2 separate regions of the Anas platyrhynchos genome follow, and region 2 is linked to region 1. Evidence: chromatin contacts called from public Hi-C data. All regions are on one chromosome and are shown on one strand. The core of a region is the stretch at or near the end of the contact, and the rest is flanking DNA. Distances in the headings are between cores, read along the strand shown. Region 1 overlaps EYA2 (EYA transcriptional coactivator and phosphatase 2). Region 2 has its middle 19 kb from the start of SLC2A10.

Evidence for each region. A called contact is a pair of places that touch in the nucleus more often than the background predicts.
Region 2: a contact with region 1 is called in a Hi-C map of liver, with 1.9 times the contacts expected there. The contact joins two enhancer-like sites. A contact is called at or near these places in 3 of 8 Hi-C or Micro-C datasets (liver, skeletal muscle and subcutaneous adipose tissue).

What each region holds. Positions count from the first base shown.
Region 1 is chr21:4,152,093-4,159,366 of IASCAAS_PekinDuck_T2T, forward strand. EYA2 (EYA transcriptional coactivator and phosphatase 2) reads right to left here. Exons shown (of 16, transcript XM_072026630.1): 11 at 3,196-3,254; 12 at 654-814. Among named protein-coding and RNA genes, the nearest start is that of ZMYND8, 83 kb to the left of the region's middle. Within about 2 kb of position 5,704, at least 3 of the 8 cell types and tissues checked have an H3K27ac peak or open chromatin away from gene starts, as enhancers often do.
Region 2 is chr21:4,316,953-4,323,985 of IASCAAS_PekinDuck_T2T, forward strand. No RefSeq gene overlaps it. Among named protein-coding and RNA genes, the nearest start is that of SLC2A10, 19 kb to the right of the region's middle. Within about 2 kb of position 2,594, at least 2 of the 8 cell types and tissues checked have an H3K27ac peak or open chromatin away from gene starts, as enhancers often do.

The sequences.
Region 1 (7,274 bases), core at 4,454-6,953:
ACAAAAGAGCCGTGTATAGGGGCTGATGTCCTGTGCTGGAGCCAGGAAGTTTTTTTTTTTTCCTCCTGAAAAAGCCATGCACCATTTCTAGTAAATGTGGGAGGGTACTCCTCCAACAAAACAACAACAAAAAGTCTGCATTTTAACAATTCTTAGTTTTACTTCTTTTTTGTCACAGACCTGTTGTTGAAGTTCTAAAAGAGAATCAGAAAAACCTATTGGAAGAACTGGTGGTATTGCTTTAGGGGAGTTAAAAGCAAGTAGTTATGTTTTCAGACAGAAATCAGCCCTGTGTTCTTCTGTGGAGAATAAATAAATAAATAAAAACCTATTTAGTTTTAAACTGTTTGCTTGCTTACTAGACATTTTGGAAAATTTGAGAAGGCTGCCCTCTGGCCAAAGTAATAACAAAATAAAGCCCATGCTCAGACTTCAGTCCTTCTCCAACCATTAAACCAAGTATTGTAGCATATCTTCTAAAAACCTCATACTGAATCCTCATTTAAGAATGACTGCTGAAACACTTGCTCAGCTCAGTGTAAAATATTCTTATCACAGTGTTCTCTACACCTCCTCTACAGCATGCTTCTAGCAGGGTCAGAAGTATTTGAGATGATGAAAGGCATGCTTGCTGTCTGGCAGTAAATACTCACCCCCTACATTGTTTTTGTAGGTGTTGTACATCTCTTTCACCCGGCGGTAGCGGAATGCTAATTTCCTCATCCAGTCAACTCCCCCGTGAACGCCTGAGCCCAGACATAGATTTGCACTGGCAGTTGAACTGTGAAAGCCATCTGCAGAGAAGTTATATGTGCTGGGAGAAGGAGGAGGGAAGGGGAGAGGTCATTAGAATCACAGTCTATACAGTGCCAGCAGGGAGCGGAAACAACTGAAAAGTGATGTGGAGTCAAGTGGCAGCAGAGATGTACACAGCACACGCTGTACAGCCGTGGAGTTCATCCTTGCTGCCTGCTCTCACCCACGTATCCCAGAAGGGCGTGTGCCACCCTGCCTAATGCTCGTTTCCACTGTGTAACTTTTCTGTGTGCAACTAGAACCAAAAGATTTGAAAGGGCATTTGTGGCCTGTTATTTTTCATTTACTTGAATGATTTATTTCCAGGCTAGGGAATCAGCCTGGTTGCCAGACCCATGATCCCACACAGTCATTAGCCTCATCTCTGAAAAAAAAAACAGCGACAACTACCACAACTGTAAGCAGTACAGGTTGTTTAGCACTTCCTGTCAGTTCTGAGGTTCTCTGGACTACAAAACATCTGACTGTCCTCAGGTCACTGAAAATTCTTACCTGCCTGTCATCCAGGCTGCTAAGCCGCAGAAATAGTCAAATCTTAAAGAATTTTTCTGGCTGCTTGGCTATATTGTTAAACATGAACTGAACACATTAATCAAGAAAAAAAAACATAACTAAACAAGCCTTAAATGCCTGCACTGTGTAAAGCTTTTTAAACAAAAACTGAATGAAAACTTCAAAGCAACCCCCAGGGTAATTACCACCATGGGTGGGGGCTAGTGGCAGTTCCACTGGCATTCTAAACTGACAATGTCTTGGAAGGCAGCAAGCCTGTCTTCCAGGTGTTTGTTCCTGTCTTGAGCCCTCCTTGATGCACCTCGCTTTGTATCAGTGCAAACATTTCTTTAGCACTGAGGTGCATCAGATCAGGGAACTGTTCCAGTTTAAAGACAATATAGTTTAAAAACAAGCAAAGAAGTTGCTTTTCAGCTGGATCAATTCTGTGAGAATATGGCTGGGGGTGGGGTATGGAGCAGCTCGCGTTATTCTAACATGTTTGCTGGATGGCAGCGTCAGGGTGGGTTTCAGAGCTTCAGCAGAAGGCAGACTGGGCTGCAGTTGAAGAGGGCAGCTGCACTCATGGGACACAGTCTGCTGGGTCAGCTCACACACCCAGCAGAGTCAGACAAACTGAACCAGAGCAAGGGAAGAGACAGAAATGCTAAGAGACTCAGACCTAGCGTTCCTGGGCTACATCTTGAAGCCAGCTCAGCTTAAAGTGCTTCTGGTACCTCACTGGGGCAGTAGCCAGTGCATCTACATTCACATCCTGATTTACTATGCAGTAATTTCCCCTTCTTGAAAGCTCTGAGGCCAATTTATTTCAGTATTAGAACATCCAGATAAATTTAACATGCTTAACGTATTTCAGTTAGCTCAACTTCATATCCCGCACAGACAAACCATAAGCATGAGAAGTATCTACAACTGAAACCACTTAGGGGCTTTTCACAGGATTCATGATACACTATTAGCTTACAGCTTTTGTTGTTGTTGTTCACTCAAAGTAATTGCACTGATTGAGATAAAATCCAAATTATTATTTTAATCAATGTCTGAATATTTATCCAGACTCACCTGCTAACAAGCCACAGGAGCCAAAGGACCAAAACATGCATGTGCCATTTCAGTGCATTACAAAGCACAAACCATCAATTCAGTTTCAGCAAAAAATCTTTTGAGTGTTCTCTACAGAAGGAGAAAGCTTTTCTAGAAAACTGCTCCATTGTTTTCTATGCTGCTTCTGCACCAATTTCTCATAACAACCATCCACAAAAACACAAACTAAAGTTTTGTAAGAGCTCTGCATATCTTTTTCTTGCACTGATCACAGTGACTACAAGCAAAACTTTGGGAAAGGTAAATGTAATCGTACAAAAATAGTTTTTATGTACATGATTAATGAACTTAAACAGGCAATATTAATAGTTAGTGCAGTTTTGGTGTATGTTTACACCAGTGACAAGGCTGTGGCTTTGGCAAGGACCACAGTCCATACAAGTAAGCCCATTTATTACAGATTGGGCAGTGGGAAACCTTTCAGTCTGGTTTTGAAAGGGTTTGGCTACACTTGTGCCAACTGGCTGGCCAAATCATGTTGGAAACCAGTGTAGTCAGAGCAAAGTTCACCCTAATTTTAAACATAATTCCTAGAATGGTTCAAAGCTGAGCAAGGTCAGGGCTTGCCAGTAGGCACAGGCAAATTAATGTGTGAACACCAGCTCTGTACTTCTGTGTGTTTAATAACTGCAGACAGCATGGAGCCAGGAAGGGGAGAAGGCACATGGCCAAGGAAGTTTTTTTACAACACTGACCAACCCCTGCTATTTTCAAACAGCTGGGGACTACCTGGCCTGCAGCTTCCACCCGGAGATCCCATACCTTAGATCTTGACCATTATCATCTGACGATACATCATCTATGTGGATCTGGTCACAGTCCTGAGAAGCGTATGAAAAAAATACATCAGTAAATAAATACTTTGAAAAAACATTTTAAAGAACACTTCATGTAATGAAAAATGACTTCAAGGCTAATGCTACGAGAAAATCTTACACGTTGCCAACACTGTCTAGTACAGTATAGCTAGCTGACTGTTATAAACAATATTACACAGCACTTGCATAAGTAACTAACTGTGTGTGAGACAAGCTGTTATCTAAAGGCACAACAGCTCCTTAATAACGCACTAAGTGGAATTCCTTCCTATGCAGATATGAGGGAGAGAGAGGGGCTTGTCTTTTAGCCAGGAAAACTGTTTTGTAAATGTTGTTATACATGATAAGGCACAGATTTGGCAGCCTCTCCCACTGTGACAGTACTTCTTTGGACAGAAGGTGTATCCCCACATAATTACAAGGGGAGATCTGTCTCAGAAATTTCCAGAGACACCTGTCCTGTTGGTGTTTTCCCAGGGCATACCGAGGGGGTTCAGCTTCCTTTGATGTGCAGAGAAGCACTGAAGAAGGCACCCTTTCATAGCCCTGTACTGCAGAGTTAAGAAATAATGTGTCAGTAATGAGGAAATCCACGGACAGGAAATTTAACCAGAAGGTACACTTAGAGCTCAGCCTGCATGAAGTACGTACTCAAGATCTTATCTTGCAAAATTCTTCATTGTTTGAATCACGGAGGCCCTGCCTCAAAAACTTGAGAAATGTTGTTTCTATTGTTTCCTTCCTAGTCTTAACACCATCATTAGAGAGAGGAAAATCTGTAAGCTTCTACCTACTGCCTTAATCTCTTTTCTCCATGATCCTTGTAGGTAAGGAGAAAACAAAGCCTTCAAGCTGGCAAACACTACCCTTTGTTCTGGCTGATTTTCAATAGAAGTAAAAGCACAGTTGATATAAGGAGACTGAAGTCAGAACAACTACAGCTAACTAAGGAACAGTTATCCTTTACCACGACAGTATTTTATAAACCACACAATCACCTACCTTACATAATTATAGGCTTTACGAATTACTTTAAATTAGCCCATCCAAAAAAGAAAAAATCCCCAAACAAGTAACTAAGCTTGATATCAATCGCAAAATGTCACGCATTGTTCTTGCTCATAATCACGACATTTTCTGCAGAACTTGTTTTAGATAATTCTCAACAAGTCATCCAATTTTATCTTGTTCTTGTCTCCTCAGTCCTCTTCATCAACATATGACTGAGGTGTATACTCTGTATAACCGGAACCAAGTAACTGTATTGCAGATTTCTGCTGGCACCTCTCTCTCTTCCACCCACTGTCATTTTTTAAGCCCCCCTCTCCATAGCTGTTGTGAGCCATGCTGGGATAATATTGATGCAGCCCACTCCATTTCAGTTGTGTGATGCAGGGCATTAAGTCAAGGGAAAGGTATTTGTGGAGGGATCTGTTTTTCTCATTTGTGAATGAATTGTTCTGTACACTGAAGTGTGACAACAGTAGCTATCACATTTCTGACTTAATAAAATACCATGACACTTGGTGAGACACTACCTCATAGTCCGCCGGCTGAGCCTATCATGTTACTGGGTAAAACACAGGGAAGCTGGTTAAAGCAAGAATGTGGACCGTGTTTTACTACTTGGTTACGAGACTAATTTTTCATTCTCGCAGAATTTCCTTGAGATCTTAGTGAGTGGGGAATCAGGGCAGGATATCTGGGCTGCTGAAAAGAAGGTCCAGAATGTCTGAATGGAAGTCTGCAATGGAAAACCCAGTTTCCACATCTGCTGACTTTTTAAAACAATACTCTAGGATCTCAGAGGTACGTGATCTGTTGAATGTGCAACCTGTAACTGAGTCAAACGTGTAAGACCTAGTCAATCCTCCAAGCTCCTGGAACGGAACTGTTCTTACTGTTGTGACATCTCCAGGCCAGTCAGTGATACACAATCTGCCTCCAGATGGGAGCAAGCCCTTGGACCCACACAGAAAGGTGCTTGAGCTAGCACAGCTTTGAAATGGTACCACAGGCTTGGAAAAAGCTTCTGCTGCTTCCTTGTGAAATACAAGCTCGTTCTGAGGACGCATGGAGAAGCTCCTTCAGTTACTACTTCTGCTCTCTCTGCATATTCTCTAGGTTAGTCTCTTGCACATGTAGAAACAGCTTGCAGACATACAGGTTGTCCATTTTTGTATCGGTACTGTGTTAGATAATTTTAAAAAACATCTAATGAATTAACTGATCACTTGATCTCGCATCTCGTCTTAAGGTGGGGATAGGGGGTTAACAGTTCCCAGAACAGGAAACCTCCAGGGAGGGCTCTGAAAGGCAATAACCTGTAAACACACTAATCCCCTTGTTTGCTAATTCCTCATTCCCTTCTTGGTCCTGCTGTCCTTCACACTTGCTTTCTAGAGTGCTAGGCAACGATATCTCCAGAGGGAGGATGAAATGTACTATTTTCTAGCTTGTGTTGCACTGTAAACAAAAGGAGCCTGGGAGAAAAAGCACAACCCTGAAAAGCCCAGAGTCCATACTTGAGCTTCACCATGATCTGTAACCGTGGTCAATTCCTATTCTGCCTGATTTCCCAAAAAGGGAACAAAGAGTGAGAAGATTTCCTTTCAAGTGTATTTACTCATATAGTCTATAGCGTGATCAGAGCCCTTTATAGGCCACACCTTGTATGGCCTGCATTTGCAGACAGCAGGGATCTAACCTGCCTGTACTGCAACTGCAGTCAGAGGTGATGTGTCCAACAAGCACCAAAGTGCTACATGAGTAGGTGAATTAGTGTGGTACACCCACATATTTATAATTCGAAAATGCGGCTCAGCAAACACATGCCTCTCGCTTGCCTGGGTTGTGCTTCTAACAACCTCCAGAACAGGGCAATACTTGTGTGGCTGCATGTCCTCAAAGCTGCCCTTGTCAAGGTTTGGTGCCTTCATTCTTTGTTACAGGGCAGCCACACCATTAAGCTGTGTTTTAATAAGTATCGACCCTCCTCCTGCCCAAATCTGCTGGAAATAAATCCATCTTCTAAGTTCTACTACTCAAGAGTTAACTTGCTGGCAGAGAACCCCTTTCTGTAAGAACACCAGAAGTATTTGGTAAGAGTCTAGGCCTAGGGCTTCTCCATTCACCCACCTGCCCTGGAAACTGGGGATCAGCCTCCTGCTATCCTGAGGGCTGGGTGTGAATCTTGTGGGAAATGGGCCTCTGCTACGCTGCAGCACCAAGAGAGGCTGGGCTGTAGCAGCTTATTTGAATGGATCTGCTGGTTCTACTTTTCACACACGCCCAAGATTCCCCTTCTCTGGCATAGCAGGAAAAACACTTCCAGGCAATGTATCCAGGAAGAAGTTGCCTGAATCCCACCCAGGAAGACCCTGAAAACATACAAAACCCTGGCCAACAACAGGGTGCCAGGGAGCAGGATGGCACTGTGTGTGGTTCAAGGCTATGGCACATGTGAGGCGAAGGCAGAATAACAGTGGCCTGACTCCTGTGTTCATTTGGCAGGTTTTTTTTACAGAAGCAAGCTCTGAAAATTCCTGCTATTTATTCATCTGTCATCCACTAAGCTGACAGCTTGCATCAACTGCAGTAATTCATTCTCTTCATTTTCTTAGTTTTCAATGTAAGAGCAGCAAAACAAAGGGCTGCCTATTTTCCTTGGACAAGTTGACAGTGTGTTGCCATAGAGGAAAGCCCTATTTCTCTCTCCTGTCTTGCTGAAACATTAAAAGAGGTACGATGTGCCACAGCCTGATAGCATTATTTCGGCATAAGGCAAGAATCACGTGGCTTTGATAGAAAAAAACAAACAAACAACTACTTCCAGTTCAGGCCCCTCACTCAGAATTTGAAGCCAATTTTTTGCTAGGCTGTCCAGTCACAGCCTTACCAGGCTAATGAGAATTACATAAATGCTAGCAAGGACTGTGTGACCCTTGCTGTATCTATGGGCAAATGATTTATCCTCATCAGGCACCTTCTAGGAATGTTTCAACAAAGCTTTATACCCTGGCA
Region 2 (7,033 bases), core at 1,344-3,843, 160 kb after region 1:
ACAGCCAAGTGGAGAATGCTTTGAGAATTTGGCACCGTGTGTGAGTGCACCATTAGTGATAGCAATCGTGAAAGTCATATTCCAGAGCAAGTCATTTGCACTGGACTTGGAAATTAGAACATAGCTGATGGTATTCAAGAGGCTAAAACATGCACCTCAAAAAAAAAAAAAAAATATCCTGTTTCAGATATCATGGACTATGTCAGGATAAAGAAAAACACAGAAAACCAGCAGATTTTTTTTTTCTTCCTCATATATTGTATGGGAGTAAAGGCTGTGGCTTAAAAAAAGCTGGCCAGAAAATGGAGGAGAAATATAAAACTGAGCTGCATTACTTGTGGCAGTTCTTTTGTGTTGCAGTCTTACAAGACGATGCTTCATGTGTTTAAGATCTCTTCCACCTGTAATCCCTTCCAAACTGCCCCGCAGGCTCCATCCAAGGTCAAGATTTGGCTGGCACAGCCTTGCTGGTGGGAGCTACCTAAGGAGCGGCCCTATTGCAGTGGTTTCTCTGGAGTTCAGTGCCTGACCTCTGGAGGAATCCAGGTGGGTGCTGGCAGCCTCCTCACTCCTGTGCGTGAGGCCAGAGCTTGGTCTTCAATGCCAGGTGGTCCTTGCCCAGTCTGGAACAGGCACAGAGGTTCAGAGGTCCCCAGTGTTGGTAAAGCTGCCCCTGTTACTGCGCTGCTCCTTACATCTTGTGTTGCCTTTTTGTCTTCCAGAGCCAACATCCCACCTGGGAGGCTCTGATCATTTCTTCTGTAGCCCCAGGCATAATGAACCCCTCTCTGTGAAGGAAGAGCTGTCAGGCAATTGAGGCAGAGCCAGCTGTGATGGCACAACGTGACCTCAGTCCGCTGCAACTCTGGTAAAAATCATGGCATTTCTGTACTATTCACAGCAAATGCTGTTCTCCCTGCTCTTCTTGCTTTCTCATACTTCCTTTTCCGGCTCCTAAAAGGCAAATAATTTTTAAGCAATATTAACCCACTCTTGGTTGCACAACTCAAAGCTTAATTCATATAGATGTTTATTGTGACTGAACATGACAATGAGCTAATGGCTTGCAGAAACCATTTTGTAGATGGACACACGGTTGTAAATTAGCTGCGGGACCTCAAGGCAGAATTACCAAATACAATTGTGTTGCTGTGTCTGAAAATAATTACGTTTGCTTGAGTTTGGGCCAGGCTGCATAAAGATTCTCTGTACTGTAATGAGCTGCTGGTGACTTGACCCATGCTTTAGGTGTAATTTTGGAGGTTTTTAAATGTTGATTGCGTTTTCCAGAGTGGTCTTGTAGTACAGGAGGGAGAAAAAAATAAATAAAAGGGGCAGCAGAAGCGGATGAGCGGTGATAAAGAGAAGGAAAACTTGGTGCTTGCCAATTGCTTGTCTGGTTCACCACTCATTTTTCTGCAGTAGCCCGAATACCAGGCTGTATTTGTTTGCCGCTGCCTGCTGAAGCCTTCGACCTCAGCCTGCCCTTCTCTCCCCCAGCGCTGACAGTAAGTGAAGAAATGCTAAATTCATTCATCTGCCCGAGATGTCTTTGAAGTCCACCACTAAAAGCTCTATTGTTTTATTAGCTGTTAATGCGGCACGGGGGAATTCTGCTGTGCGCAGCAGAGCTGGGGTGCAGGGGGAGCCCTTCCTGGTAATTTGTCACTCCTCAGAAGTCCGAGCAGACACGCCGGGATGTTTGAATGCTTGGGGCTGAGCCTGGAGCTGCTCCATGCAGCTTCCACTGCGGCCGGTGGGAGCCCTGGGGGTGAGGGATCGCGCCAGGTCACACCTTGACAACTGATGTTACCTTGGCCAAGGTCACTGCTAAATGAAAGACCACGGGCTGCTGCAAACACACGGCCGTGCTGGCTCAGGCTGGATGCTGGTCGTGCAGAATGTGCTTGTCAGAGGAAACTGAGGGCAGAGTCTCAGAGGGGAGAAGTGCCATTGCTGGGCACTGCTTGAGCACCGTTGGTGCTCCTTGTGGGCCAGGGGTGGTGGCCTTCAGAGGTGTTGCAATGCCTGAGCATTAGCACAGTTTCCTACCTGAATGCAAATGTGCTGGGAATGCTCCTAAGCTGCAAGGTCTTGCTTTTCTCTATGTGCACCCTTCATGGAAAAATGGTCAAAGATCAACAGGTAATCAATAAAGGCACCCATCACCTACTCCTCTTGGCTTTCAACTCTTTGCATCCCACCTCTCTCCTGAGCTGAGGGAGCTGCAGGAGCTCACTGGTGTGTAATTATGTGGGCGCACATACACCTTGTAACTGCAGCCTGGCTCCCAGGTGTGGTCTGGGAGCTGGGCACAAACGAACTGGCTGCTGCCTCGGGCTGTTTCTTGCTCAGGTACAAAGGGTTTCTGCAGAAGCCATCCCTCACGTCCCAGGAGCTGCTGCTCCCTGCAAGCACGGGGCAGCCAGTGGTGGGAGCTGTGTCCTGGTAAACACAGAGAGGATGGCAAGCCCAGCCTCCCAGCCGCCACTGCCCACAGGCAGCCCTTTTATTTGCTTTCCTTTGCTGTGAGTACTTCTCACTGACTCAGCCTGATCAGTCTATCAGCAGAGCCTTTCTTTCTGCCTGCTCTTCCCAGTGCCTTCTGTAGCACTAAAACTAAGTCAATAGAAATGCAAAACTTCTGCCTTGTTACCACAGTCATCTAATGAATCCTGAGAACTTTGGCAGGCCAGCTCAGTGCTTTGCATGACTGCCTAACTACACTGCGAGATGTAGGTTTTGCCGAGAAGCGTACTCATTAGGTGGGCATTAATATAAGTTCTTCCTGTGATGTAAAGCTGCTGCTGTTTGCTCCCCAAAGCAGGGTGAAATGACTCTCCCAACATTTTCCCATGGCAGAAAGGTGAAGGGTCATGAGGAGCTTGTTCGCTAACATCCATAGCATGGGAGTGTGCAATCGATTTGATTTGCTGTGCCCTCACCTTTGGGCTCAAGCAGCTGCAGGCAGGGTGGCAGTGGAGCAGAAGGGGTCAGGAGCTTATCAATAGGGAGATCAGAATTCAGTTTTGGGAGGTCATTTAGAAATCAGGGCTTTATGGAACAACTATGTAGTGGTAGAAAATAGCTGCTGCTGTAAGGTCCAGATCCAGCAATCACACAACACTTCTGTGTGTGTCCTGCATAAAACACATCCCTCTCTGAACTGAAGCCGTTGGGTTGGAAATGGATATCTGCATGGAAGCACTTTAAGGTTTATTGTTACTGATCTCAGTTTTGCTGCAAGGTAACCTTGCAAACTGGGTATTACAGAACTAAACCCAATACGTGGCATAGATTAAGCTGCTCTTAAATAGTTTAAAATCCAGTGGCCCTTACACACAGTCTCCTAGCATTGAGAGTGGTTTTGGCATTCTTAAAAAGATCATTGCAAACAATCCATTCCAAAGTAAATATTTGTAAACAGCAATAAAACACGGTAATGGCCTGCTATTTAAATGCAAATTAGAGGGGTCAACAAGCACCTGCACTCCCCAGCTGCCCAACTGGGGAAGGTTTAGGATGCCAGCTTTCTCCTCTGAGGCAAAAAGCATCAGCCAGCTCTGGGAAGATGCTCTTCTTGGACAAATCCCTGCGGGCAGTGCACATGTGCCTTTCAGGTGGCCACACTAGCCTGGGTTTCAGGGCTTTTATTGGGGCAAACATAGGTGTTCTGTTTCCCCATCAATGGGTGACTTGCTCCATGGGTGCTGGTCCCTGGCAGCCCCAGCTCAGAGTCCTCAAACTGTGAACCGGAGCCTCTCAGCAGCAGCACAATAGATTGCTTCCTCACCACTTGCTTTCCAGCAGTTTGGGAGAGACTTGAACCCTGTCCCAAATTTCTCTGCTATAATGCTTGGAAAATGCATTTAAAGGAGGCATTTAATCAAAAAGCTACTCTACAGAAATGGTTCTTTCATCATGTTCCCATTAACCTTAGAATGCTTTTAAGTACTTTCTCTTTCATGGGAATGAAGCTGAGGAATATTTCCAGCTACTCCAAATTTTTTATTTCAACCTGTGGGAATTGGTTAAGCCCAAGATACCAAATTGAATCCAAACCTGGCTGTTTTTTTGTCTTCTGCAAACGTCCTCAGCCCCATTGTTATGTCTCTGAACTTGCAGCCCTATTTCTGAGTATAAAGCAAGGATTTTGTGAAGCTCACCAGCACTTCTAGTGCCAGCGTGGTGTATAGTGTCTTGCTGCTGGATTAGAAGGTTGCATTTATACTTGCCACGTTACTTCAAAATGTAAGAAAGATTTTTAGGAAGCAGTCTGGTGTGTCACTAGCATCATTCACCCCATTACAGGACCCAGGGCGAGCTGTATCCCTGGTGTCAGCATGCTCAGACCTCACCTGCTCACACTGGTGTGATACATGGGAGCCTGCTCCTGGGCAGTATTTGCATTGTGAATGCTGCTGTGCCCTCTGCGGGATCAGGCCCTGAAGCAATGGAGGTGAGGAACACAGGAGTTTGTGCTGGTTGTCAGTACCCAGCGAAGCTGCTGGGATGAAGGCTCCGTGCTGGCTCCCTGGTCACAGAGAGCTCCCAGCCCTGTACAAGATGGGCAGCAGCAACCTGTGAGCAGCCCCTCGCTGCCAAATCCCTGGCTGACAGCAGCTCAGCCCTTCCCAGCTTCAGCTGGAGGTTTTACAAGTTGGAGCAAAGCAAAGACTTTTCCATCCCTAAGCACTCGCAAAAGCCCAAAGATGTCGCAGCCAGCCGTATTTCCAGATGGGTAAGCTTCCAGGGGCTGATGATGGATTTGATGCATCCCCGCTGATGACAGCAGAGGTGCTGACTCCCCTTTCAATTCCTTCCCCTAACAGACAAGGTCCCTGAACCTGACCCACTTCACCGACATGTGCAGTGCTTGTTTCTCTTCCGCAGCCTGTCTGGTTGGCTTTGCTTCCTCCCCCCCGCTTGTAACTCCCAGCTTCTTTCCTGCGGGAAAGATTAGGAAGGATAGGAAGTCGTCTGTGCAAAAGCCATCCCCGGCCAAAGTAAATACAGGTCACAAGATTAGGCTTCATCAGAGCTTTAAGCCTGGCCCAAGCTAAACAAATGAGCTGTCATGCTCTGGTAAAAGATCCAGTATGAGCAAACTGGCATGACTGCAAAAATGGTAAAGCAGCTAATAGGTTTTGCAATATGGAAGTTTTAAGTTTTGTTTTTAATGCTGCATTCCTGAAAGTCAAGGCTCACACTGAACTTCAGATGCCATTAATTTTGTCTGCTGGCCCCACTTGCCACTAAGCAAACACTTCCCAAAGCCCAGCAATAGCAGCAGAACCCCATGAGGCTGTTCCGCCCTAGAGACCCCTTCCAGCACAGGAACAAACAGGAAGGAAGAAACACCTTGTCTCAGCTTGAACCCTGGGTTTCTTGGCTGTTACGCTGAGACTGAATCTTTGAATGAATTACAGACCAGTTTGGGGGGGAAAAAATCCTCTACCTATTCAAATATCCTACTCGTGGATGTCCAAATATCTGCGTAGAATCCAGCAGTGGTGCGATGGCAATGGGCACTGCAGCATGCAGGAATTAGGCAGTTGTTCACAAAAAAGGGTTAACTGAAATGGTAAGTGGAGCAGTCTCTAAGGTTTCCCTGTAAAAAGAAAGAGAGTAACTTGCACTAATAGGAATATTTTTCTCTTGCAATGAGCAGAGCCTGCGGACATAGGACTTGGGTGTCGTCCTCTGGCACTGCCCCGTTGTGTAGCTGTGGGCACATTAACTTCTCCCTGAGCATTTTTGGTACCTACACCTTGGGAAGGGCACCGAAGCCGTTATCTGCCCTGAGGTACAGAACTCTGCAGCACAGCGACATGTTCAATATTTACTGGTCGTAACAATTATAAGGAAAAAAGCAACAAGCATTAAAAGTCTTTATGGAACAAAAGACAGGCTTTTAATATTGTTTTAATGTACTCAACAAAGCTTTAGTTTATGGCCAAGCCAGTCTCCTGTAAGTGTGCAAGGGCTGAGACAATTTAAAAACCAAAATATTTATCCCAGTAGAGACCTTGCAGCTTATCAGGTAACTGCAGGCTGCGTTTAGGCCATTTTTAACTGGGCATTAAAAATCTTTTTGACACATGCTTTATTCCCCTACAATAGACCCTAACAGCCCCTCTGAGGCTTTCCGCAGCCTTATGTGCAAAAAGTAATGGGGATTGGTTTAAAGAGTGGAATTTGACCCGAGAGAGAGGTGAGTATTTGGGGACTACTTAGCCCTTGGTAGTACTTGGGGGCTCTTTAGTCTGTGGGGCACTTTATTACTCATTAGTGCTCAGGGACGCTGTGTTGTACTCATTAGTGTGCGGTATGGGCTGTCCAGTGACTTTCTCCATTTCAGCATCACTGCATTGTGGCAGAGCACGTAGACCTTCCTCCTCCTCAGGGAAGGGGCAGCTGGACCTGGGAATGGTCAGGGCCACCAGACATCCCCAGGGATGTTTGCCAGCAGAAAAGGATTGTAGAGTCCTGCTGGGCACCAACGTGACACCCACAGGTGTGGGGGAGCCCCTGGTGTTTGCACAGCTAAATATACAGCCAAGAGACTGAAGCACGCCTGCAGGGAAGCCACTCGTGCTGGTGGGCTACTTGCATAGCTACAATTCAAAGCTACTTATCCATTTAGGCAAGCCTTGTCTTTCTGCAGAGGGCAATGCTGGGTTTGTGAAACAAACCTGGATGAAACTGCCAAAAACCTGGCCCTGTTCTGTTGTGCCACTTGCATGCTGTACAGCGTTGGCCAGTAGTGGCGATGCCACCATTCACCTTGCACAGCCATCGCCATCTTCCCAGGCAGGGCCACTTCTTCGCTTATGGAGGGAAGAAGATGGGCTCGGGGTGGTGGTAGTCTTTTCTCACTTTCACTTTTCCCGTTAGCTTAAATTATTCCCAGAACTCAGCAAACAGGGATTAAGTTTTCTCCACCAGGCAAGGTTTACTCCAGGTCTGGAGTAGTGCCCGAGCTTCCCAGCGGTCAGGAAAAAGCTCGCAGGGAGCAGATGAGTGACTCCCT